Linked DNA regions of Sus scrofa: all the other regions are linked to region 1. The links are chromatin contacts, called in public Hi-C and HiChIP or PLAC-seq maps. All regions are on one chromosome and are shown on one strand. Each heading gives the region's core, a stretch centred on a gene start, on an enhancer-like site or on the middle of the called end of the contact. The rest is flanking DNA. Distances are from core to core; before and after follow the strand shown.

Region 1 (3,887 bases), core at 359-2,858:
AACTGTTCCTGGGACTGAATGCAGCACCTCTGGATGCCCCACACCTGGCAAATAGGGCTTATCAACAAGTGTTTGCTAAATTCACAATCTAATGAATCACGATGAGATAGCGCACTTCTGAGGTTCCTTCCAGCTGAGAGGGTCCAGGATCGTGGACCCCAAAGGGGTGTCTTGGTGCCTGTGTGATGCCAAGGTGACCTCTTGCAGTGGCTCTGTGCTGTGGGGGTCCAGCTGCTGTCAGGGACAAAACCCTGCTGTCCCCAGGCCAGGAGCTGCCTGCACCCCTCACCACCTGGCCATGGACCCTCTGGGCCTGAATTCTGGAATCAAGGTTCTGGAATCAAGAGACCAAGGCTGGGTGCTGGTTCCAGGTTACACCATGAGATGCTCTCCCTCTGAAACCCACTTGGCTCTCCTCTTCCCTAGGTCTTGACTCACACATCTCCTGGGTGAGGTTCAAAATTCCACCATTCTCTCTTCCCCCTCATTACCCATCTCCCTCTGCTGCTTTATTTTTCCAAAAGGCCCCTTTCCCCAATAAACTTGTGTATTTTACATCTCTGCCATCCCCCCACCCTCAACTGTGAAAATCCCAAGGCAGGGGGATTTGTCTGACTGTCGGCAAATGTGTTCCCAGTGCCCACACAGGGTCAGGACACAGGAACAACAGGAGTGCCAGTCCCTTGCTAGCAGGCAGCCCCCACCCCACCCCCGCCAGCCTGACCCACCCACCCATCCCCGTTTGTTCGTGGTGTGTGGGAGGGGATGGGGGGATTGTTTAAGATGCTCATAGGGGAGGCTTGTTCCCTGTGGTCCCTCTGGTGCTGGATCTGTGTTGTGAGATTTGAAGTCGAGTCAATAAAGCACCAGGCCTGATGGCAGATACAGAACCTCAAGCCTCTGCCAGCGCCTCCTGAGCCTCAGTTTCCCCGCTCTGAAGGGCCTCCTCAAGGGAGAGTGTCTCAAAGACTTAACATTTCTTGCTGTCATCATGCAAGGTTTTTGACTGAATGGTGGGTGTAACAGTGGATCAGGCTTAGTGGGTCCCCAGAAAATGAGAAGCAGAGTCTCCATCCACCATGGGTCCGGGGACTCCCACCCTGAATTCTCGGGACTCAGTCTTCCTCTCCATCTAGGATTCTGGGGGCCCTTCTGTGGCTGAGGGGTCCAACTCCCCATCCAGAAGGGTTCCCGCGAGGCCCCGGGCCCCTGGGTTCCGCTCAAAGTCCCGGGTCCCGGATGCCGCCCCCGCTCCAGGTCCTCCCTGTCCTTGCGCAGGCGGGAGCCCACGGGGCGCCCCGGGGATCCCTGAGCGTCACGCTGCTGTTGTGGAGTGTGTGTTGACGCCGTCGCCGAGGAGACGGGCGGGGGCGGGACTGGGCTGGGGGCGCGGCCTGGCGGCGCACGAGGGGCCGGACCAGCGGCGCAGGGCCCTGGCGGCCTCAGTGGCCACGGCCGCCGCCGCCCGCCGGCTTATATACCGCGGCTAAATTTAGGCTGCGCCCGGAGCTCGTCCCCATCCGGGACGCGTTTCCGCCGCCGCCGCCGAGGCCCGGCCCCCGCGCGCGCCGCTCCTATAAGGCTTGGGCGGGCCCGGCCGCGGCCCGCAGAGCCGTCCCCGCCCGCCCGCGCCCCGACCAGCCCGGCTCCGGGCAGCCACTCACCGGTGTCCCGAATTTGCGTCGACCCCGGGTCCCAGCCATGGCGCTGAGCGAGCCCATCCTGCCGTCCTTCTCCACTTTCGCCAGCCCGTGCCGGGAGCGCGGCCTGCAGGAGGTGAGGGCGGCAGGGATTGGGACGGCGGGGGCAGCTGGCTCAGGGTAGTAGAACGTGGGCTGCGGGGTAGTAGAACGCAGGCGGCCGGGACAGCGGGCTCGGGGTAGTAGAACCTAAGTAGCGGGCAGCGATCCCCCGCCCCACCGCGCGCTCACGCCTGCACCCTATCGCCCTGTCACCCGCAGCGCTGGCCGCGCGCAGAGCCTGAGACAGGCGGCACCGACGACGACCTCAACAGCGTGCTGGACTTCATCCTGTCCATGGGGCTGGACGGCCTGGGCGCGGAGGCCGCCCCGGAGCCGCCGCCCCCGCCCCCGCCGCCTGCGTTCTACTACCCGGAGCCCGGCGCACCGCCGCCCTACGGTGCCCCCTCGGGTGGCTTGGTGTCGGAGTTGCTACGGCCAGAGCTGGACGTGCCGCCGGGGCCCGCGCTGCACGGTCGCTTTCTGCTAGCGCCGCCGGGCCGCCTGGTTAAGGCCGAGCCCCCCGAGGCAGACGGCGGCGGCGGCTACGGCTGCGCGCCCGGCATAGCCCGCGGGCCACGGGGCCTCAAGCGCGAGGGCGCCCCGGGACCAGCAGCCGCGTGTATGCGAGGCCCTGGGGGTCGCCCCCCGCCACCGCCCGACACGCCACCGCTCAGCCCCGACGGCCCCGCGCGCCTGCCTGCGCCCGGCCCGCGCGCGCCCTTCCCGCCGCCTTTCGGCAGCCCGGGCTTTGGCGCGCCCGGGCCGGGCATACATTACGCGCCGCCCGCGCCCGCCGCCTTCGGTATCTTTGACGACCCGGCCGCTGCCGCCGCAGCAGCAGCGCTGGGCTTGGCGCCGCCCGCCTCCCGAGGTCTCCTCACGCCGCCGGCGTCTCCGCTGGAGCTACTAGAGGCCAAGCCCAAGCGCGGCCGCCGCTCCTGGCCGCGCAAGCGCACCGCCACGCATACCTGCAGCTACGCGGGCTGCGGCAAGACCTACACAAAGAGCTCGCACCTCAAGGCGCACCTGCGCACGCATACAGGTGGGTGGCTAGCGCAGGCTGGGAATCTCGGGTGGGGGCGCTGAGGGGAGGACTCACTAAGGAAGCCTGCAGAGGGCGTTGCCCAGCGGTTGGGGAGGGGGCACAGTCTTAGAAAGCCCCCCTGGGGGTGTGGCTCCGGAGCCTGGGGAGGGGGCGCGCGCTTAGGACACTCCTGGGAGCTTGACTCAGGACTTTGGGCAAGGATGCAAGCTTAGGAAACCTAGGGGGATGTTGTGTCCCAGACTGTTCAGGAGAAAGTGCATGCTTTGGATCCCGCTAGAGGCGTGACTGAAAACACTGGCGAGCGGGCCGTGTTGAGGATCAGTAGATAGATGCCTAGGATCTCTAGAGGTTCAACACGTAGCCGGGGGGTGAGGAGCACGTCAGAGAGGCGTGGGGTTAGGGGTAGGTTGATCGCTCCCGCCGCCACTGATCTGGGTGAGTGCCTAAGCCACAGGCTAGAGGGAAACTGAGACCCGTTCTCTTCCGCTCCCTGCAGGCGAGAAGCCCTACCACTGCAACTGGGACGGCTGCGGCTGGAAGTTTGCGCGATCCGACGAACTCACGCGCCACTACCGCAAACACACAGGCCACCGGCCATTCCAATGCCATCTGTGCGACCGTGCCTTCTCACGCTCTGACCACCTGGCGCTGCACATGAAGCGGCACATGTAGCCTGAACACCCCCACCCCGCCCACCCGCGCGCGGCCGTGGCGGGTCCCACGCGCCGGGCACGGCCCCCTTCCAAACTGTGACTGGTATTTATTGGGCCCAGAGGACCGGGCCGGGCACAGCGTGGCCACCAAACGACGCTGCCCGGACCCCATCAGAGACTGAAGGGCCCGGTGGGAGAAGACCACGATCCTCCTTGACGAATTTTGTTTTCAAAATGGTGCAATAATTAAGTGTCGTCTTCCCTCCCCCAGCCCACCGGGTCTACACTAGAGGATCGAGGCTTGATGCCTTGTGAAAAATACAGCCTTAATTTGTACTGTGCAACATTTTTTATAATATTGTACATAGTGACTGTGACAGATATTGTATTTACTGTAAATAGGAAGACAGGTGGGCATTTTGACTGCCTGGTTTGTTTTTATAAGAT
Region 2 (4,008 bases), core at 1,224-3,723, 46 kb before region 1:
GGGTGGCTTTAGTTCCTGGGGGCCACTCTGAAGTAACGAGGATGGAAATGGCTAGTTTCCTTCAGGTGAGGGCAGGTATCCGAAGCTAGCTGATCACTGACTGTGTGCTGGGTGTCTGTCTCTGAGGCAGAAACTCAGCCTCTCTCCAGATCTGCTTCATTCTTCACCACTCGGCCACACGGCTCATATCTCCAGACTTCCACATGCAGTTCTCTCTACCTGGAAGGCATTTACTCCGAGGGCACTGAATTCTCATGACCCTTCTATGGAGCGGGTACTACTGTTAACCCCATTTTACGGATGAGGAAACTGAGACTCAGAAAAGTCAAGGCACTTACCCATGGTCACACAGCTCGTAAGCAGCAGAGCTGGGATCTGAATGCAACCAGCCCAGCTCTAGCCTTCACGCTGCGCTATTTCTCTTCAGAGGGATGGGATTTCAAATGTTCTCAGTCCTGCTGAGCCCCTCCCCAAATCCCGCTTTGTCCTTGCGCCTGATCCCCAGCTTTGAGCCCAACTCCTTAGCTGTGGTTAAGGAGGGAACCCACCTCCCTCTCCCTGGACCCCATACCTCTGTTGATGTGGCAGAGACTCACCGCATCCCAGGCCCCACCCCCCTCCGTGCTGAGTCATATCAACCCAACGGAACCCTGAAGTTTTTCTTACAGGTGCTCTGATATGCCGTTATCTCCCCCACCTGCTCCCGGTCATTTCCTTTCCTTGAACCCCAGGGCAGATCTGAGTTGCTTTTTTTTTTTTTTTTTTTCTTAATGGCAATGAAATTCACAGAACATAACATTTACCATTTTAAAGTCAACAATTCAGGGGCATTAAATGCCATCACAAGGCTGTGCATCCATCATCTAATTTGTTCACCATCTAATTCCAGAACATTCTAATTAGTTCACCATCTAATTCCAGAACATTCTCATCACCCCCCAAAGAGACCCATCCCCATGAGCAGTCACTCCTCCATCTTCCTCCCGCAGCCCCTGGTAACCACTAAGGTGCTTTCTATCTCCACCGATTTGCCTGTTTTGGACATTTCGTATAGATGGGATCATACACTATGTGGCCTTTTGTGTCTGGCTTCTTTCAATCAGCGGGATGTTTTCAAGGTTCCTCCAGGAATTCCTGCTGTGGGACAGCAGGTTAAGTATATGACTGCAGCAGCTTGGGTCTCTGCAGAGGTGAGGATTTGATCCCTGGTCCAAGAACTCTCATGTGCCTCTAGTGTGGCCATTAAAAAAAAAAAAAAAAAAAGTAGTTCATCCACATGTAGCATGTGTTAGTGCTTCATTCCTTTTGTTTATTGGTTGGTTGGTTGGTTGGTTGGTCTTTTTAAGGCCATACTCAGCATATAGAGGTTTCCAGTCTAAGGGTCAAATCAGAGCTACAGCTGCCCATCTATGCCACAGCCACAGCCACAGCAACACCAGATCCGAGTCTTGTCTGCGACCTACACCACAACTCATGGCAACACCAGATCTTTAACTCACTGAAAGAGACCACGAATCAAACCTGCATCCTCATGGATACTAGTTGTGTTCTTAGCCCTCTGAGCCACAATGGGAACTCCAGTGTTTCATTCCTTTTCATGGCTGAATAATATTCCATTGTGTGGATGCACTGCATTTTGTTTATCCAATCATCCTTTGATGGACTTTGTGCTCTCTTCATCTTTTGGCGATTGTGACCAGTGCTGCTGTGAACATGCATGTACACATTTTTATTTGAACACCTGTTTTTCAATTCTTTGGGGATATATTCCTAGGACTGGAATTGCTGGATCATAGGGTAATTCTCTGTTTAATGTTTTGAGGAACCACCAAGCTTCAATGACTACACCATATTACCTTCCCACCATGAGGGCCTCCACTATATTAACACGGTGACTCTCACCTAACTGGGACACAAGTTCAAATCTTGCCTCAACCGCTATGACCACATGAACCTTTTCCTTCCCATCATGCAGCCCGCTTGATCTCCTAGAAATACCCAGCTCTCCTTCCAGGAATAACCCATCTCATCCTAGCCAATGGACCTTTCCATCCCAGAATCCTCTTTTCCTCAGGCTTGGGACTGGGGGGATTTGGAGCACCAGGGACAGCCCCTCCAGGTAGGAAAATCCCTGTGGACAACGCAGACCCGAGATCCACTTGGGAGAAGCAGAGAACACAGAGAAGACTTGGTGGTTACTGGGGGCTCCTGAACCAGGGAGATTTTAAATCTGTTTTTGCACAGGCATAGTCACATAGACCTTAAAACAGGAATAAAAAAGAACCTGTGTTTAGAGCCGAAAGCCGAGCGTCTAGGCAGCTGGCAGCGTTTAGCCTGGCACAGACCCTCGGAGGCAAGTGTGCGGTTACGGTTGTGTTCAAAAATACGGCTTCGAAGCAGCAAGCTTGGGTCTGGGCTGCACGCCCTGTAATTCTCTTTCCAAATAAAAGGCAGAACTATTCCTGGCTCGGCTTGGGCTCTTCTGCGGTTGCTGGGGCTCCAAGGAGGCTGGCCTGGAATGTCAGGCATGGCCCCGGCCTTTGCTGCCTGGGAGTTTACATGTCGAGTCTGTCATTGTAAGACTTTTTAATTAAAATGTTATTCCCGTGGGGGCCATCCGAGGATGCCTGGGCCCAGGACCCCTTCAATGGGAGACCCATGGGCTTGCGGCTAAGCATAGGGAGTGTGTGATGTTTGGCAACTGGAGTCGGTTTTGAGCTATTCCTAGAGGGGACTAAAAAAAAAACAAAACCAAACATCATTTGATGTTTGCCAAATATAGCATTTTGCGTTTCTATAGGCAAAGCCTTGGTTTTAAAAAAAAATAGTGTATTTGGTCAGCCATAAAAAACTATGAAAGGGAGGAGCAGGGGGTGGGAAGGACTGGGAGACTGGGGTTAGTAGATGCGAACTATTACATTTAGCATGGATAAGCAATGAGGTCCTGCTGTACAGCACAGGGAACTAATCCAATCACCTGTGATAGAACAAGATAGAAGATAATAGGAGAAAAAGAATGTATATTTATGTATGACTGGGTCACTTTTCTGCACAGCAGAAATTGACAGAACTTTGTAATCAATTACAATAAAACATTTTTTAAAACGAAATAAAAGTTTACTGGTCATGAAAAAAAAGAATGAAGCACTGACTCACACTATAACATGGATGAACCTCGAAATTGCTGCGATGAGTGAAAAAAAAAAGCCAGACATGAAAGGCCACATTGTGTCTGATCCCTTCTATATGGAATGCCCAGAACAGGTAAATCCATTGAGACAGGAAACTGACTGGCAGATGCCAGGGGTGGAGGAGGGGAGTGAGGAGGGACAGTTAATGGAGACAGGGTTTCTTGGCCCTCAGGCCTGGAAGCACCTCAGTGCACGGCACCAGGGCTGCCACCTTCCACTTCTGCAAAAAGAAGTGAAAATTGCTCTCATGAGGGGCAACTCAGGAAAACAGACAGAGAGATGGACATGAGCTCGCCAATGTGGGGGAGGGGTGGAGAAGGGGCAGCTCGGACCCCTGCCCAGGCCTGCACCCTATGCCTCACCCAGGCATCCCCCCTTAAGCAGCCCTTGGAGAAAGACCCCTGTCCTGGTCCCCTGGTTGCATCTGTGGATGCTTCCACCACATGGATTCTTGTCACCGCAAACCCTAGGTCTGAAGCTGGGGAGCTGCTTTCAAAACTCCTGGTGCCCAACTCTTGCCCAAGGATCTAACTTAACTGGGCTTGGTGAGGCCAGGACCCAAGGCTCTGTTTTGTGGCTTTGCCACATTTTATTTTGAAGCATGTGAAACCTCTAGAAAAGTTGCTAGAATAATACATACCCTGCACCTAGAACCACAAACTGCTAATAATTTATCACATTTCCTCCTCTCTTTATATGTACATATAAAGTATATGCATGTATATATACTCATAGTATGGATAATATATGTACATATGTATATATACTTACAGTATGGATACTATATGTATATATATATAAATTGATACAAATGGTA
Region 3 (4,283 bases), core at 13-2,512, 55 kb after region 1:
AAAAAAAAAAAAAAAAAAAGGGACAGAAAGCTACTATATGAAAAGCAGCTCTATAAAAGGTTCACAGTTTAAATAATTGGTTTAAAGCAAATGACTCTCAACCAAAAAAAAAATTGTCCTAAAGAGGAATGCACGCTTTTGAAAAACAACTGAAAATGGGCTGACAAATGGTCAAGTATTTCATAGGTGACCTTTTTTTTTTTAAGGGTGGGAGGAGTAAAATAATAAGTTAGAGTCTTATTTTTATTCTCAGATATCTATTTTGGGGAATGTGTTCTTAAAGGAAGGTAATGTAGGCTTGATACTGTCTAGAAAAATCTCCTCAGGTATGGGGGGACCTCAACTAAAAATGCAAGCCCAGAGAACCTCGAAGGAATCTCCTGGAGTCAGATTGCTGCCTGGCACTTTCCTTTAGCACTGCCAGGCAGCAGGAGGACACTCCATCTGAGGGGGAAGTTAAGAAAGAGCACCAGCGTGCATCACCAGCATGCACTGCCTCCCCAGCACACTCGGGTGGGAAAAAGATAGCCATGTTAAACACACACACACACACACACACACACACACACACACACAAAACCAAGCCAAAAAAACAAAAAAGAAACACCTTCTTGCCACTTTACTTTCATTTCCTTCAGCATTTTATTTATACACACGATGTTGTTCTTGAAAAACAGAAAGGGAACCAAAAGGGAAAAACAGAGACCTGGGGGTTAGGGCCCTGTATTCGTCTGGGCAAGTGGCATGAGAGCAGGAGCTGACGGGATCGTGGAAACAAAACAATGGAGTACCGGAGACAAACTTTCCACAGCCCTGTCCAGCTCTGTCCCACCCAGCGCCACCAACAGGAAGGTGCACTGGCTCTGAAGTCACAAGTGCACATTTGTGCAGCCTGCCGGGGGACAAGAGACCAAGGAGAGGGAAAATGGAATGAGAAGAGGGAAAATGCCACTTTAGGTCAGAAGGGGCAGAAAGAGGGAAGATCCAGGCTCTGGCGAGTCTGCAGCTACAGCAAACGCAGGCACTGCCTGGGGGAGGGAGGGGCAGCCGTTGCTGCCATCTGGGGCCCCACCACTCTGGTGGCCCCATCGCAGCCCCATGAGCCCGAATAGCCTCAACTCAGGTCCTTCTTGAAACAGGGGGCCTGGTTCATGCCCTCTGCTAGCTCTCCCTCACTCCCTCGGCCTCCGCGGTCAGCCTTGTGCAGGGAGCTGGCTCGAGAATACAACCGTGAGTGCCTTCCCTGGAAGCTGCTGCCACCGTGTGGCTGACAGATTCTGCAAACAAGGACAGAAGCCGAGGACACACAGCTCCATGCAGTGACGGGTAAATGAGGCAAATCTCAGGCCCTGGGTGCCTTTTGGCTGATCCCACATAGCATCCCAACCATCAGTGTCACAGTTTCCAAGTCAGGGCTGTAGACTCGTTCCCTCCGGGCACCAGAAGGAGAGAGGCCACAATCCCAGCACCTCTGGCTCCCTCCTGAGGCAGCCGATGGGCAAACAGATGCTCTGCCTCCCACCTGAAGCTAGATTTGCTACCGCCAGTTTATGTTCACATGCTTCTTTGAAAAGCTAAACAGAATCTCAGATGCTTCTTGGAAGCCACACACCACGATCGCACATTACTAACCACAAAGCTCAGTGCCCAGAGAGCTGTGCACCCCTCAGGCTGAGTGAACATGGAGGAAGCAGGCAGGGCACCTCCAGGAGCTGGCATGCGCGGGTCCAAGAGGCACAGGAGTCCCCACGGTGGGCGCCCACTGCCACCCACTCCAGGGGCTCCCTCCCCCGCCCCCTCGCCACCACTGGCTTGTGAGCCTTCCCCAGGTAGGGCGCAAGATCAGAGAACTGTATCTGCAGGGGGTCGTCCCAGTGCCCAAGCCCGGAGCAGGCAGGAAAGGCTGGTGGGTTCAACGATCGATCGCAAGGCTTTATGACTCCGGGGCCAAAGGCTGCATTGCCTGAGCTCTTTAACTGTGAGGGATCCCACCCTCACCTGCAAGGAGAGGAGCAAACGCAGGTGCCAGCAACAGGGACTGGGACTCAGGCCAAGATGTGCACACCTAATGCCGCTTCCCTAATCCTTGTCAAAGAAACCAGACCCACAGTCAAAAATCAAGGGACATCAAAGGTTAGAACGAAGAACAGCAGGCCCTCGACCCTTTCTCACTCGCCAAGGCCAACATCTTCAACTTAGCAGTTTCCTATGGAATTAACCTCATAGGCTTCCACTCTTATTTCTTAATCTGTTCCTTTTGGACATTATCTATCGACTGACTTCCTGCTAAATTAAAGATCTAACTCTCTAACCACACACCCAAGCCCCTGCCAAATGAGCTCAACCACCACCTGTGGGGTTATATTCAGTCAGCTTATGTAACTCTGGCCGGGCAGACACCGTCCTGTCCAGCCAAGGGTGACTATGGTCCTTCCTGCACAGCTGACTTTTCACTTGCGCATTTATTCACCAAGCCTAGTCCTCACTTTCCACATCCTTCTCAGGTTCTGCCCACTGGCAGACCCAGACACATCTCCTGCCTTCTGGCCCATGGCCCACGGTTCCATCCTTAGCGGGCTGCACATCAGGGCTGGCCCTCTGGCTCAACACCTTCCCAAGTTTGTTCAGCCACAGAGACTTTATTCACTGAGGTCTGATGGCCGTCAGAAACAACAGGGAGCAGGGGGAGCCTGCGGCACTCATGCCTCAGGGAGGGACTCAGGGTTCTGGCAGTTCTGCCTAAGGACGGGAAATAGGTCCAGTTACAGTCACGGGCGCTTTCCAGACCCTGTCTGCTGAATCATGACCTCACATGAGAATGCATTTCAGAGTGTGACAGGTGCCAAGGAAATACATATGTGGCATTAAACAATTATGCCTGGCAGCCCACAACAAGACCACGACAAGAGGCACAAGGATAATGGGAGAGCACAGGGGCTCCATGGGAGGGGCTTTACCTTGGACATCTGGCTGAAGTCGGCAAAGCCCTCAGCACTATTGAAGGACCCACTTCCGAAGGGGTCTAAGGTTCCAAAGGGACCTGCAAGCAGCACCAGCAGAGGCAGAGTTACAGGGTGTCCACAGAACACACCTCCTGGAGTAAAGGGGAAATGTCACCTCTTTGTTCTCAATGGCCCCTAAAGCCGGAGACCCATGGAGGTCACATTTGTTGGCCAAGGTCGTGAATCTGGGTGCAGACCCCTCAAAAAGGCCTCCCCCATCTCCTGTCTATTCTGGGTCCTGACCTGGATCCTGGCCATGACAGCCAGCTCAGGGAGAGCAGAGGGACTCTGCCTTGTGTCTGTGCCACAAGCCAGCAATGTTCAGAGTCACCAAAGGGGTGACAAATGCCCTGGGGAAACAGAGCCTCTGTCCTGCCGGATTGGGAGGGGAGAGTGAGAGGAAGGGGACCCGCCAACTGCACAATTTACGTGGGGAGGTCATCTGTGGGGAAAGACTTTTGCTGCGCTTTCTCTTTTGCGGGGCGAGGGAAGGAGGCGATTTGCCTGGAGTAACCCACAAGCCCACCTATGAAATCAAGCTCTGTTAACTAACAAGCGCAAGATGCTAAGCAAGGCCGCAGTACCCAGTGGGGCCTGTTCCCAAAAAGCAAGGGGCAGTCTGCAAACACCCCTTTCCTTAAAGGCTCAAGAGCTTTATACTGTGAGAGAAGGTTTTCTCAAACACAGCGCCTAGAGCACAAGCCTCAGCAGAACTTTGGCTTCCTTTAGGAAACAATCCAAAGGAATGAACCAAAGATTCACAAGGAGGAATGAGTAGAGAGTAACTAACACATTGGTATTATGACTGAATTAAACCCCTACTGCCAAGCTTCCTTTCCAGAAAGATGCCAGCTCTTGCTCAGGAAGATGGGCAGCTAGAGGGAATTGGTATGGGCCGCACTGCCTTGAGCGAGAATCTAGGTGCCACTTGCTAATGACATAAACACTGAGGACTCATCAGTTTTGGAAACAGGTGTGCTATTCCACTGCCTGAGGAAGAGTGAGAAGGAAATTAAGCCATCAGTCTCACCTGATCCTTTTGAGGAGACACTGGATGATGAAAAAGGATCACTGGATTCAAAGGGGTCGAGCTGAATGAAAGGAGAGAAGAGAGAGTGAAAAGCAGTTCCCTTGTTCATTATCCATTCATTCAACCACAAACTTCCTTGACATCTATACACACCAATCTGGTGCCCTGGCTGTAGGGAGGATAAAATGTTTTAAACTAAATCCAGGCAGAGTCAAATCCCAGCAGATCAACCCCTCCTGCAGATAACAGCT

Evidence for each region. A called contact is a pair of places that touch in the nucleus more often than the background predicts. HiChIP or PLAC-seq counts read pairs in DNA pulled down with a chosen protein or histone mark.
Region 2: a Hi-C map of skeletal muscle shows a contact between it and region 1, with 1.9 times the contacts expected there. The contact joins the enhancer-like site here to the promoter of KLF2 in region 1. A contact is called at or near these places in 5 of 47 Hi-C or Micro-C datasets (blood, embryonic fibroblasts, liver and 2 more) and 1 of 2 datasets of contacts at active chromatin or transcription factors (skeletal muscle).
Region 3: an H3K27ac HiChIP or PLAC-seq map of skeletal muscle shows a contact between it and region 1. The contact joins the enhancer-like site here to the promoter of KLF2 in region 1. A contact is called at or near these places in 14 of 47 Hi-C or Micro-C datasets (alveolar macrophages, blood, fetal heart ventricle and 4 more) and 1 of 2 datasets of contacts at active chromatin or transcription factors (skeletal muscle).

The regions. Positions count from the first base shown.
Region 1 is chr2:61,270,758-61,274,644 of Sscrofa11.1, reverse strand. It overlaps KLF2 (Kruppel like factor 2), which reads left to right and starts at 1,608. Exons shown (of 3, transcript NM_001134351.2): 1 at 1,608-1,776; 2 at 1,962-2,784; 3 at 3,284-3,887. The coding sequence starts at 1,702. The coding sequence ends at 3,459.
Region 2 is chr2:61,317,641-61,321,648 of Sscrofa11.1, reverse strand. No RefSeq gene overlaps it. Among named protein-coding and RNA genes, the nearest start is that of KLF2, 47 kb to the right of the region's middle. Within about 2 kb of position 2,473, at least 21 of the 83 cell types and tissues checked have an H3K27ac peak or open chromatin away from gene starts, as enhancers often do. A contact at or near this core is called in embryonic fibroblasts and skeletal muscle, where this site is marked.
Region 3 is chr2:61,214,745-61,219,027 of Sscrofa11.1, reverse strand. It overlaps EPS15L1 (epidermal growth factor receptor substrate 15-like 1), which reads right to left. Exons shown (of 23, transcript XR_002341604.1): 20 at 4,033-4,093; 21 at 2,958-3,040. Among named protein-coding and RNA genes, the nearest start is that of KLF2, 56 kb to the left of the region's middle. Within about 2 kb of position 1,262, at least 34 of the 83 cell types and tissues checked have an H3K27ac peak or open chromatin away from gene starts, as enhancers often do. A contact at or near this core is called in omental adipose tissue, retroperitoneal adipose tissue, skeletal muscle and 1 more, where this site is marked.